Regions from separate parts of the Rattus norvegicus genome. Here region 1 is linked to region 2. Evidence: chromatin contacts called from public Hi-C data. All regions are on one chromosome and are shown on one strand. Each heading gives the region's core, a stretch centred on a gene start, on an enhancer-like site or on the middle of the called end of the contact. The rest is flanking DNA. Distances are from core to core; before and after follow the strand shown.

Region 1 (5,771 bases), core at 702-3,201, 110 kb after region 2:
GGGTTTGGTGCCCCAAGAGTTAGCATGTTGCATACAGAGTTTGGATGTTCCTGGGAGACAGGCAGGTGGGTGTATGAAGAACCAGTCCATCCAGTTTACAGAATGCAGTGCTGCCGCATCTTGAGTTTTCTGAAGCCCAAGGTTGAGTGGCCAGAACTAACTTGCCCCAGGAGCCTTCTGCTCAGTGAAGCCTTTGATTGGGACTTCTCTAGATTTGTGATAACCTGTGGCTTTCTCAGCCTCTGGCAGGATTACTGTCTTGATCAATTTTTTTTTCTATTACTCACTATGTCAGGAATCATAACTAATTTGTCTAGGCCTGCTCAGTTGACCTCCATACTTTCGTTAAGTACTTGTTAAATCCACAGCATCCTCTTAATAAGCCTTGGTTTTGTGTTCCGTAGATTTTCCTTCATATTGCTTCTTTCTATGTATGACTGCTTTGACAGAAATAAGAAAAGTGTGTGTGCTAAATCTTAAGTGGGTTTGTTTCTCTTTGAGAGCGGCTCTCTCGCTTAGCCTAGGTAGAGCCCACTCATTAAGGAAGGCTCCCTAGTCAGTGACCCCAGAGTGTTCCAGCACCGGGGTTACAAACGTGTGCCACCGTGACCTACCTGCCTGTTTATGTGGGTTCAGGAGATTGAACTAAAGTCTTCATGCAAGGCAAGCATTTTTCTGACTGAGCTGTCTCCTCAGCCCTCCTAGATTAAGATTTATTTTGGGGTGTGTGTGTGTGTGTGTGTGTGTGCGCGTGTGCGTGTGCGTGTGTGTGTGCAGGTAGAAGCTGGAAGAGGGCATCAAATCCCCTGGTGTCAGAGACACAGGTGAGTCACATGACATGGGTGTGGGAGCCAAACTAGGTCCACCACTGAGCCTTCTCTGCAACCCCTCTTCTACCATATTTTAGCTTAAGGAAAAAAACCCTCACTCCCACTTTCCTACTGTTTTGGGGAGTGTAAATTAATGCCATTATGAAAAACATATGGGAGTTCTTTTAGAAAACTAAAAATAGAGCCTCCGTCTAATTCATGCAACTCACCACTGGGTATCCAGCCAAAGAAAAAATGAGACTGACCGGTTGAAGAGGTGTGGGCACTTACACGGTTACCTTAGGACTGTTCACGGGATCCTGTCTGGTATTTAAATGGCAGTCTCCCGTGCCTCAGTGTGGATTCCTTGAAGACAGGAATCAGGATGTAGCATCCCCTGTCTCCAGAACCCGGCACAGAGTGGTGATGCCGCATGGTCATGACAGAATGTCCAATGTCCGGTCTGCAGGGTGCTTCAGCTGAGGTTACATTCCTAGGATTTATTTCTCTGTGGGACAAGCACACTGTGGGCACCACTTTACCAGTAAAAAAGCAAAGACAGAAGTCACGGGAAGCAGGCTCACACTGCAATTCCCCACTAGAGTGGCTGAGGCAGAGGGATGGCTGAATGTTTCACAGAGTTTGTAAGGCGTTATCTGAGAAAAAAGATAAAGTTTCCCTCTCTCTTTCTCCTGCTCCTCCTCCTCTTCCTATTTGTCTGTCTGCCCCACCCCTGAAGTTACACCTTTCTTTCTTCCTTTCTTCCTTTCTTCCTTCCTTCCTTTCTTGCCTTTCTTTCTTTCTTTCTTTCTTTCTTTCTTTCTTTCTTTCTTTCTTTCTTTCTTTCTTTCTTCCCTCCACCCCCTATTTACCCCAGGTGACTTCCCGAGTCTTAGTCCTTGTAGCCAGTGAAAGCGCCCACCCAAGATCAGCTTCCCAATAAACTGCCTTGAATATCAAAAAAAAGGAAAAAGATAAAACCGAAGAAACCACGAGTGACTTTTTATTTAGTCTGTCCCATAGCCAAGTATTAGTGTAGACAGGACTGAGCAAAAAGCCCGAGTCAGATCTCACCCTACACCTCTCTCCAGTGAGCTCAGTCGCTGACGCCAGCCACCACCGGGATAGGGCCACAGTGATTTTCCATAGAGAGCTGTGGGTGAGCCCAAAGGGCTAACCCCGTTTGAGATGAATGTAATGACTAAAGGTCAGGGCATTACATTGCTTGTTTTCCTTTTGGTGTTGACGACTGAGCCCAGTGCATGCTGGGAAAGTGCTCTTCCAGCCCTGAGATGTGACCCCATCCCTAACCCATCCCGTTGTAAGAACCAATTTATCCAGCATCTCTAGGGAGTGGGTAGCACAGCTGTTGATTTCTCCAGTGAATTAAAACTGGTTTTTTTTTTTTTTCATTCCGTGTGTTTCTTCTTCCTATGTGATTCAGTAGTTCACGGGGTGTAACTCAAACATTTCCTTCTTTTGTTTGCTTTAGAGACAGTCTCGCTCTGCAGCCCAGGCTGACCTGGAATTCACTGTGTATTCTAGACTGACCTCAAAGTTACAGCACTCTTACCTCAGCTTCCCAAAGCCAGAGACTGCAGGGGGAAGTCACCATGCCAGGCTTCTTTCTTTCATTTCCTTCTTATTTTATTTTTGTTTTTGATGTTGTTTTTTAAACAGAGCCTTGGTATATGTAAGCTATGTGGCCCAAGTCGGTCTGAAACTTCTGGATTCTTAGATTCAAGTAATCCTCCTGCTTCAGCCTCTCCCGTGCTGAGATTACATGTAATCCCACCATACCAGAATTTTCGTTCAACTCTCTTCCCTCCCTCCTCCTCTCTCCCTCCTTGATTCCTTGTCTAGGCTCAAGATGGCTTTTGTTTGTTTTAAGCAGTTGTCTGTGTTTCTAAATAGTTCTTAGGCCTCCTCTAATATGGTTGACAGTAATCTGATCACTTCTTGATATCTGTCTTGTTTCTCAAGCAACTTCACTGTATCAGGTTGACTCTTGTTGATCAGTTGGTAGCTGGCATGCATTCGTGTGTGTGTGTGTGTGTGTGTGTGTGTGTGTGTGTGTGTGTACATGAACATGTGTGTGTTGCTAACCTGGTTTGCTGGTATTGTCATCAAAGTCCCTCCCCTTATCTATCTGAGCATTGCCAGAAGGGGGACTTTTTTTTTTTTGGCTGATCATGCTGCTTTGAGAGAGTTTCCCACCTCTTCTCTTTCTCTCCCTCTCTCCCTCAGCAGAGTAGGAAGCCATGTCTTACTAGGTTTTTGTCGTCCCCCCCCCCCCAACACACACACACAGCACTTTGTAAAGGCCAGGTGTCGGCGATGATTTAGGATCGCTGGGGAACTGCAAGTAGCTGAGGGAAGTCACAAGGTTAGCTGAGGGTAGAGTGTCAGAGTCAGCGTCCCACAGGGTAATACTGGAAAACCTTGGCTTTGACTGCTGGGCTTTATTAAGAAACCAAGTCAGGTTACGGGCCTAAATTGATTGGCATCTCTGTCCTCAGTTTACCCTTAGATTTCCCCATCGTAAGGAACTTCTTAAAAATCGTCTCCTCAGTGAGTGAAAATAGTCCTGGGCTCGGCAGTGGTTGGCCTTTAGTTCACGACTAAGACTCAGGGGAAGGAAACAAGCAACATATGCATAGCAAAGGCCCTGATTTTGACCTTGGGACACGTGACCGAGTTGGCCCTTGGACTTCCTGGGTGACAGGTGCTGCCCCCTGGACCAGCTGCCTTTGGATTCAAATTGGTGCTCACCTGGGTCACCTGTGCTCATTCCTCAGTGGGATGTTGGTCACAGTGGGGACTCAGTCACCCTTATCGACAGCCCCTGCAGACCCCAGCCCCTGCAGATGGTCTGTCCTCGGTCTCAGTGCGGTGGCTCCAGGAGAGGACCCTTCAGTGGAGATGCCAGTTTTGGCTGAGCAAGTGTTTGGCTCGGAAATTTCCTCTCCTCCGTCTTCTTCTAATAATCACTTTGAACTAACTTCCGAGGTCAGGTGACCGAGGCTTTAAACCTGTCCGGTCCCCAAATTGTTTTCTCCTTCACAACGACCAGGTTATAATTTCTAGAGGAGGAAGTTTTGATCTCAAGCAAGGGAAAGCACCTATGCTCAGAGGGAATCAGGAGAGCCTGTTTGCAGGCTGTAAAGTAGTTTAATGGAGACCAAAGGAGAAGCTCAGCAGGCAGGGCAGGTTTAAAGTTCCACACTACAAGCCAGGCCACTCGGGCAAATCTGGAATTCCAGTACTTAGAAGGCTGAGGCAAGACTGCTAGTTCAAGGACAGCCTGGCCTATGTAGTGAGCCCCCCTGCTTCAAAACAGAAAGTCAAATAAACCTGAAAATCAAGCTAAAAATCTGAGTCATAGGAATGTGTGCTTCATCAGATTCCATGAGCTGCACCAGGAGGATGCTGGACCTCCAGGGGGTCCAGATCGAGAAGTCATAGGAACTGTTACACTAAGGCCCCCAGCACCCTGAGGAGTGAGTGAGTGGTCCAGGACAGAGAGGAAAGGAAATCGGGCTGCCACCAGAAGAAAGGGGCCGGAAATCAAACAACAACACGAGTCACTGAAAACCTCTGGATATTTTTGAACACCGCCATCTGCACCTGGTACATTGTATACTCCTAGAAGACATGGTTGTTTTCTTTGTCACAGTTATTTAAATCTGGCCTGCACTAACAGGCGCTCATTAGTTACATCCCACTGATGTTGTTAGTAACCTTTTAGGAGGTCTGACCCAGAGGAAGCAAAGGTCAGATCTTCATGGGTAATATAGCTCAGTGCTTTGCACTATAGAACACTCGAAGACCTCTGCTTATCACACGTGACATTGCTAATTCGTGTTCTTTTCTAGTCTTGTTTTAAATAAGAAAGTATGAGACACAGGGGGCTCACACTGGAATCCCAGTTCTCAGAAGGCTGAGGCAGGAGAGTCACTTCAAGTTTGAGGTCAGTCTGGTCTATATAGTGAGTTCTAGACCAGCCAGAACTACCCACCAGGACCCTGTTGAAAAACAAAGACAAAACCAACCCCAAACTAGAGAGACTTTAAGAGGAGTTATGACAGAATAGTCCGGCTTCTGCCCTCAGCTTGTTTGCCGTCTTCTCAGAGGTCGCATGGTAATTCCTTCACAGTCTGAAGGATTTCACTCAGAGGTTTAGAACTGAGTGCCTAAAGCAAGTGCAGTTAGCAAACTCCCGAGATGTGTGAAAACAACAGCAACAGCAATAGCAACAGCCCCCAGAATCCCCAGGTCAAAAGGGCCTATGGGGGACGAGGTTGTGGCCCAGCTGCCTGGGGCCTTCTAACCTGTATGCGTTTTCAGACTCTTAGAGGACATTTTTTTTTTTTTTTTTTTTTTTGGTTCTTTTTCTTTCGGAGCTGGGGACTGAACCCAGGGCCTTGCGCTTCCTAGGTAAGCGCTCTACCACTGAGCTAAATCCCCAGCCCCCTCTTAGACGACATTTTGTTAACCACATATCTAACAAAAGACTTTCTAGATAGAAGTGATGGTCCATGCCTGAAATCTTAACATTTGGGAGGCGGAGACAGGACCATTGCCCCTAGTTGGGGACTAGCGTGGGCTAGCATGGGCTACCGAGTCAAATCCTATCTCAAACAAAATAAAACAAAAAGCTACACCAAATTTAGAAAAAAAAAAAAAGTACCGCACTCAAATATTATTTTATTGCTGGAGAGATGGCTCAGCAGGTTAAGAACACTGACTGCTCTCCCAGAGGTCCTGAGTTCAATTCCCACCAACCACATGGTGGCTCACAACCATCTGTGATGGGATCTGATGCCCTCTTCTGGTGTGTCTGAAGACAGCTACAGTGTACGCACGTACATAAAATAAATAAATAATTACACCTTTAAAAATATTATTTTATATTATTTTATTTGATGACTGAGTGTTTTTGTTTTTTGTTTTTTTTTTCCT
Region 2 (5,318 bases), core at 1,258-3,757:
TGAACCACTTTATCCTCATGGCCAGTCTGTAGGCGTCTATTGCTGCATTCTTCCCAGCGAGTAACTTCCTTATTCTCTACCAACACAAACTTCCACTCTACCACTGTGTCCGCAGGCAGGAAGACGGAATGAGACCAGAGCCCATCCTTGCAGTAGTGGAGTGGGATGTATGTGTTCCATCCCCCGAGACTCTCGTGGTCTCCAGTTACTGCAATGAACTGCACGTCAGTGCTTGTGCTGTAGTGCACCTTGAACTGGATGCTGACCTGCCGAGGTTTCACAGACACCACCTTCCCATCTACCTCCCAGCCCCCTCCCACAAGACTGTTTCTGCTCTCGTCCATTCCCTGATTTAGACTTAACCTAGAAGCCTCAAGACTGCCACCCAAACCAACACTCCCCCAAGACGAGTGCCTAGACACCACTTCCCAGTCCTCGTGGCCTGCCGACTGTGCAAGGCTGGCTGCTTCAGCTCTGTCCATGAGCGGGCTGCTGGAGGGCAGCTTCTCAGCCACACTGCCCGCTACTTTAACAGCTGTTTCGTGTCCTTTGGGGAGTCTCCATTCGCCTACACGAGATTCTGGGCTTTGATTTCTTGACGTTTCAGAGTTAGCTCTGGAGTGTGTATCTGGGACCTTTCCCACAGGAACATATTCTCTGGCATTGCCAACATTCTGCAGTCTCTGTGCTTCCGTCAGGTTACCAAGATCTTTGCTCTCAGAAATCAAATGTCCATTGCTCTCTCGAAGATGCTCTAAGAAAGGAGAGTGCAGTAACATTAGGTGGTTCCAAAGGAAACTTCAGGAAACTGGTTGCTGTTGTCTTTCTAGGTGCAGTTCAAGGCCCTGTTTGTACCTATTTGCACATTCCCATTCCTGCTCTAAGAGCACACGTGTAGAGCCAACGATCAAAATCAAACTCAGGAGTCCCAGTGAACACCATGAGAGAGAATGAAATGGCAAGTTGCAAAGTCTCCCACAGTCCAGACCATGCTGGCAGGTATCCAGAGTTAAACCACTTGGCTCTGTCATTTAAAAAAAAAAAATGCTGTCCAAGGGTTAGGGCAGGAACTTAGCACAAGGCCCAGCCAAACATGCCGATGGCTTCTGTGGAACAAGGGATTACATGGCTCCCTTGCACCAGAGAGGACATCTGAACTCCCTCAAAGTGAATGTAAGACGTGGGGGCCAGCTCCAGCTAACAGGAGGGCATAGCAACAGAGCAGTCTGTGAGGAATACTGAGCAGAATTGGGGGGGAAGGGGTGTTAAGGGAAAAAGAAAGTCTTCATTCAACAAGCACGAGATTTTTCTCCCCTTTATAAGTACACACAGTTATGACAACTGTTCTTAAAAGCATACATCCAAGTCCTCTAAAAACCTGCTTCCTTCCTGGCTACCTCTCCTACAAGCCCAAACACCCTAAAACCATAAATCAGCAAGGGGTTGGGAGAACTCTTGCTACATTTTTGCCTCTTTTTAAGGGTGAGCTTTGAAGTGAGGTGTCAACAACTATTACTCTGAATTCCCAATTTTCTGAAGAAAACAGATGAGCAGTAGGAAAGGTTTTTCACGGAGTAGCTACAAATGACCACTAAAAATAAGTTCTGCCAGGCAGCTGGCAAAGGGCACAGGAGCTAAGGGTTTATGCCAGTGCGCACTGATTGCCTGCTGCAGGATCTCCAAAATGACGGTTTAAACTTAGGTGACAATTCTCATGAGTTGGATTCCCTCGTAGGCCACCACCCTGGGCTGTTTTAAGTGTTCACGCGGCCAGCGCACAGCCTTACTAGCTACAGTGGCCTTCGTGACCCAAGTCTAAGAAGGACTGTCCAGATGTAGACGTGAGTGCTCAACGCTCATGAGCCCCAGATCTAAAGAGGGGTGTGGTATGTCAGGACTGGAACTCAGAGGGTGTCCCTCCCTGCTCTATCAGAAACTGAAATTGTTGTGAGATGCCCCTCAAGCCAGCCTCGTGTGCACTGCGCCAAGCGCGGCCAGGCGGAGGACCGTGCTCGCTGAGGCCGCAGGAGTTGGGCGCGGCCTCCGGAGGACCCGCCTGGCTACTCCAGGACAGGACAGCCCCGGAACGCGATGAGGACTGAAGAGGGTTCAGTTCGGGGTCGGGGAAGCTGGTCCACCAGAACCCACCCGCACAGCTCCAGGTGCCTTTCATTTCCCCTTCCCCGGGGAACGTGAAAACAACTGGCTCGAGAGGAGGAAGAGTACCTGCTTTGGAGACCAGCTCCCGATCGGAAGGTTCAGGGCTCAGGCCGCCACTGCCACCACCACCCGGACCGCCTCCCGGGGCCGCAGCCTCCCCTGGAGGTGCGTCTTTCAGCGGCTCCGCACCCCCGTCTTTCCCCGGGGCCCCAGAGTCACCCCGCAACAGCCACAGGATGAGCGCTCCGGCCAGACCCCCGCCGACCAGCAGGGCTGACCAGACGGCGCCCATGGCTGAGAGGCTGCGGGAGAATAAGAGTCCCGGTGCACGGCTCAACTCACCCCGCACGGCCACACCCACCCCGCCCGCCCCAGCCTTTTACGGTTCGGTGGCGGCCAGCCCAGCCCTCCGCGGCCGCCGCGAACTTTCCCGGCCCCGCCTCCCGACCCGCTCGACCCGCCTCCGGCCTCCTCAACCCGCGATCGCCTACTCTCATCGGTGCTCCTGGTCTCACTCCACTCTATCCCATGCCAGAAGAGCCCGGTTGCGCACAGCGCCGAGCGAGGCCGGGGGTGTGGGGGTGCCCGGAGCTCCGAGGCTGGTGAAGGCTCGGTGCCCAGGGCTCTTGCTGGAGCGTTAGCAGAATCAGGGGTGGAGAGGGTGAGGGTCGTGAGGAGGGCGCAGAGGCTTCCAGACTAGAAGTCTTTAGGCTGTCTCAAACTCTTCTTGCGTCTCAAGTTGTGAGTTACAGCCTGCATCAACAAGCCTTTTCCTCCTATCTCTTTCTGTGGAGCTCGCTGCAGCACAATGCACGCCCACCCCGCTGAATTGGATATTCCCCGGGGATGGAATCCCTTCAAGTAAATATTAACAAAGCAGCGACCCTTTATCACAGCGTCATATATTCAAAGTGGTTTTGTGATAAATTTAAATCGATCCTCACACAGCAGAAGCCCTGTGAGAGAAGAATTAGATCACACTGCTGTGCACCGATGTGCACACCTACTTCAGGGTAATGAGCCAGGACTTTTTACTTCAGACCTGGAGTCGTTCCCTTAAACACATAACGCACATTCTGTTGCTGAGGCCACAGCTGGAAAGTATATGCCTCGCAATTATTGCTAACATGGCTCCCTCTGGGAGGATCGATCTCTCAACAGTGCTCCTTGCTGGATCCCTGAGATCATAAAAGATCACACAGCATCTCTTGACAGGGACTGCCCGGTGGGTTGCTCTTCTCTTGGCATAGGCTGCAGTTCCTAAGGGAGTAGTAGGTAGATAGGTAGGAAATAGAGCAACACAGTGACTCCTGCTTTATTATTAACTTGCTTAATATTCAAATGGATACTGCTTTACCTGTACAAAGAGCATCACTCAGCCCTCGTCAGAGAAGCCGCACCAAGACCCACTTGGAGTACTCAGTCCTAAACGGGATGAATCCCTTTATTGAATCCCTCCCCTCAAGGCTTAAGGATCTAAGTGAAGAGGAGGTGGACGGTGGAAGGAGGAAGCCAGGGGTGGTGGGTGACTCCAAGGAGACAGTGCCTTGCAGGCACAACAGGACTCCATGCACTCGTGCACGTACAGAGATTTAAACAGCTTGAACAACACCTGCATAAGCCAGAACCAGACTGAATCCAAGCACTGAGCAGGGGTGGGGGTGGGGTGGGGTGTGTGTGTGAGCGCCAAGTCCCACTTCTAACCAAGAAGCTGCTTGCAACAACTGATACCTGATGGAGGGGAAAATCAGTTTTCTCCAATGGAGTCTCACTGGGTATATCAGCCACATGCCAGGAGTCAACACACACAGGCTCCATGTTTTGTTTGTTTGTTTGTTTTGTGTGTGTGTGTACTTTTTGTTTTGTTTGATTTATTTTTTTGGTCTTATTAATTTTCTTTCTTTGTTGATATTCGGTTTTTTGTTTTGTTTTGTTTTGTTTTTGTTTTCTTTCTTGAGAAAGGGAAGGTGGAGAACATGAAGTCAGGTGGGTAAGAAGACAAGAAGGCTCTGGGATGAACTGAGAGGAAAGAATATGATCAAAATATGCTTAAAATTAATTTAAAAATGTAAATAATTTAAGACCCAAGCCAAGAAGATAGGTAGATAGTCAGAAAGATATAGACGAAGGAGAGGTGGAAGAGGAGAAACACACAGATAATCCAGAGAAGCAGAAGTAGAGGAGAAAGGCCGAGCTGCCGGATGATACGTCCAATTCAACTCACCCAGGCTAACCTGAGTCACAAGGCTTGCAGGCTGCCCGTCTTCAGACTAGATAGAGGCTAGCAGATCCAACGGCAGCCATGTCAGGCCTTCACGGAAGACTCTCCAATGACCCTACATCTTATAGCGAAAACCTGTCCCCATGACCTCTCGGGCTTCAACCTCGCTGGCCCTTTCCAGCCACAGTGGCTTCCTCAAGTTACATAGATTCCCAAGTGCCTTGCGAGCATGACTTACATAGAACTTGGTGTGTTCCCTGTCAACTACATTTCATGTCTTGATTAGAGATTAATGGTGAAGTTGGGTTCACCGTAATACGGTCTGGAATATCCAAACCGTAGCGTGTACCTTCCACCATAAACCAGTGAGCATAAGCCCATGCTTTCCTTGAGTTTGGTGAATTTACGATTCCAAAAAGGAAGATAGGTAGGTAGGTAGTCAGAAGAAATAGATTAGGGAAAATTAGAATAGTGCTCCCTTGAGTTCCAGCAAATCATGAAACCCAAGGAAAAGACTGCTAGATCTCAGAAGTTCATCAGTCAACAGAAGCAGAAAACTCGTGGACTCGCGGATTGTTGAAGTGGGAAGAATCTTAAACTGAGCCCTTTAACATATGAGATCAAAACTGACTGACCAGGTAGAAGTCAGAACTGTGTTAAATGGGAGGACATCGAGTTGATGCCCAGGAGTTGCTTGGTGTGCAAAACCTCTCCCTACTTACCAGCTCTCTCCGTCTGGAGAGGTTTTTTAAGAGTGGAACAGAGTAAACCTACCTTTCCACTGACCTCTGCCCTGCTGGTCTCAGTGTCCACACCCTGTGCAGACCTCATCTGTGCAGGCTGTGTTGTGCCCTGCAACGATTCTCGGCTTAACCCTGCTCAGTCTTTCCTAAAGCTTGGCAATGTGAATCCACTCAGAATCTCCCATTTCTCAGAT

The links. A called contact is a pair of places that touch in the nucleus more often than the background predicts.
Region 1: a contact with region 2 is called in a Hi-C map of liver, with 3 times the contacts expected there. The contact joins the enhancer-like site here to the promoter of Stbd1 in region 2. A contact is called at or near these places in 6 of 12 Hi-C or Micro-C datasets (the Rat2 cell line, kidney, liver and 2 more).

What each region holds. Positions count from the first base shown.
Region 1 is chr14:15,870,645-15,876,415 of GRCr8, forward strand. The region is part of intron 2 of Scarb2 (scavenger receptor class B, member 2); the gene reads left to right. Among named protein-coding and RNA genes, the nearest start is that of Nup54, 29 kb to the right of the region's middle. Within about 2 kb of position 1,952, at least 22 of the 93 cell types and tissues checked have an H3K27ac peak or open chromatin away from gene starts, as enhancers often do. A contact at or near this core is called in liver, where this site is marked.
Region 2 is chr14:15,755,667-15,760,984 of GRCr8, forward strand. It overlaps Stbd1 (starch binding domain 1), which reads right to left and starts at 2,508. Exons shown (of 2, transcript NM_001013988.1): 1 at 2,227-2,508; 2 at 1-754. The coding sequence starts at 2,452.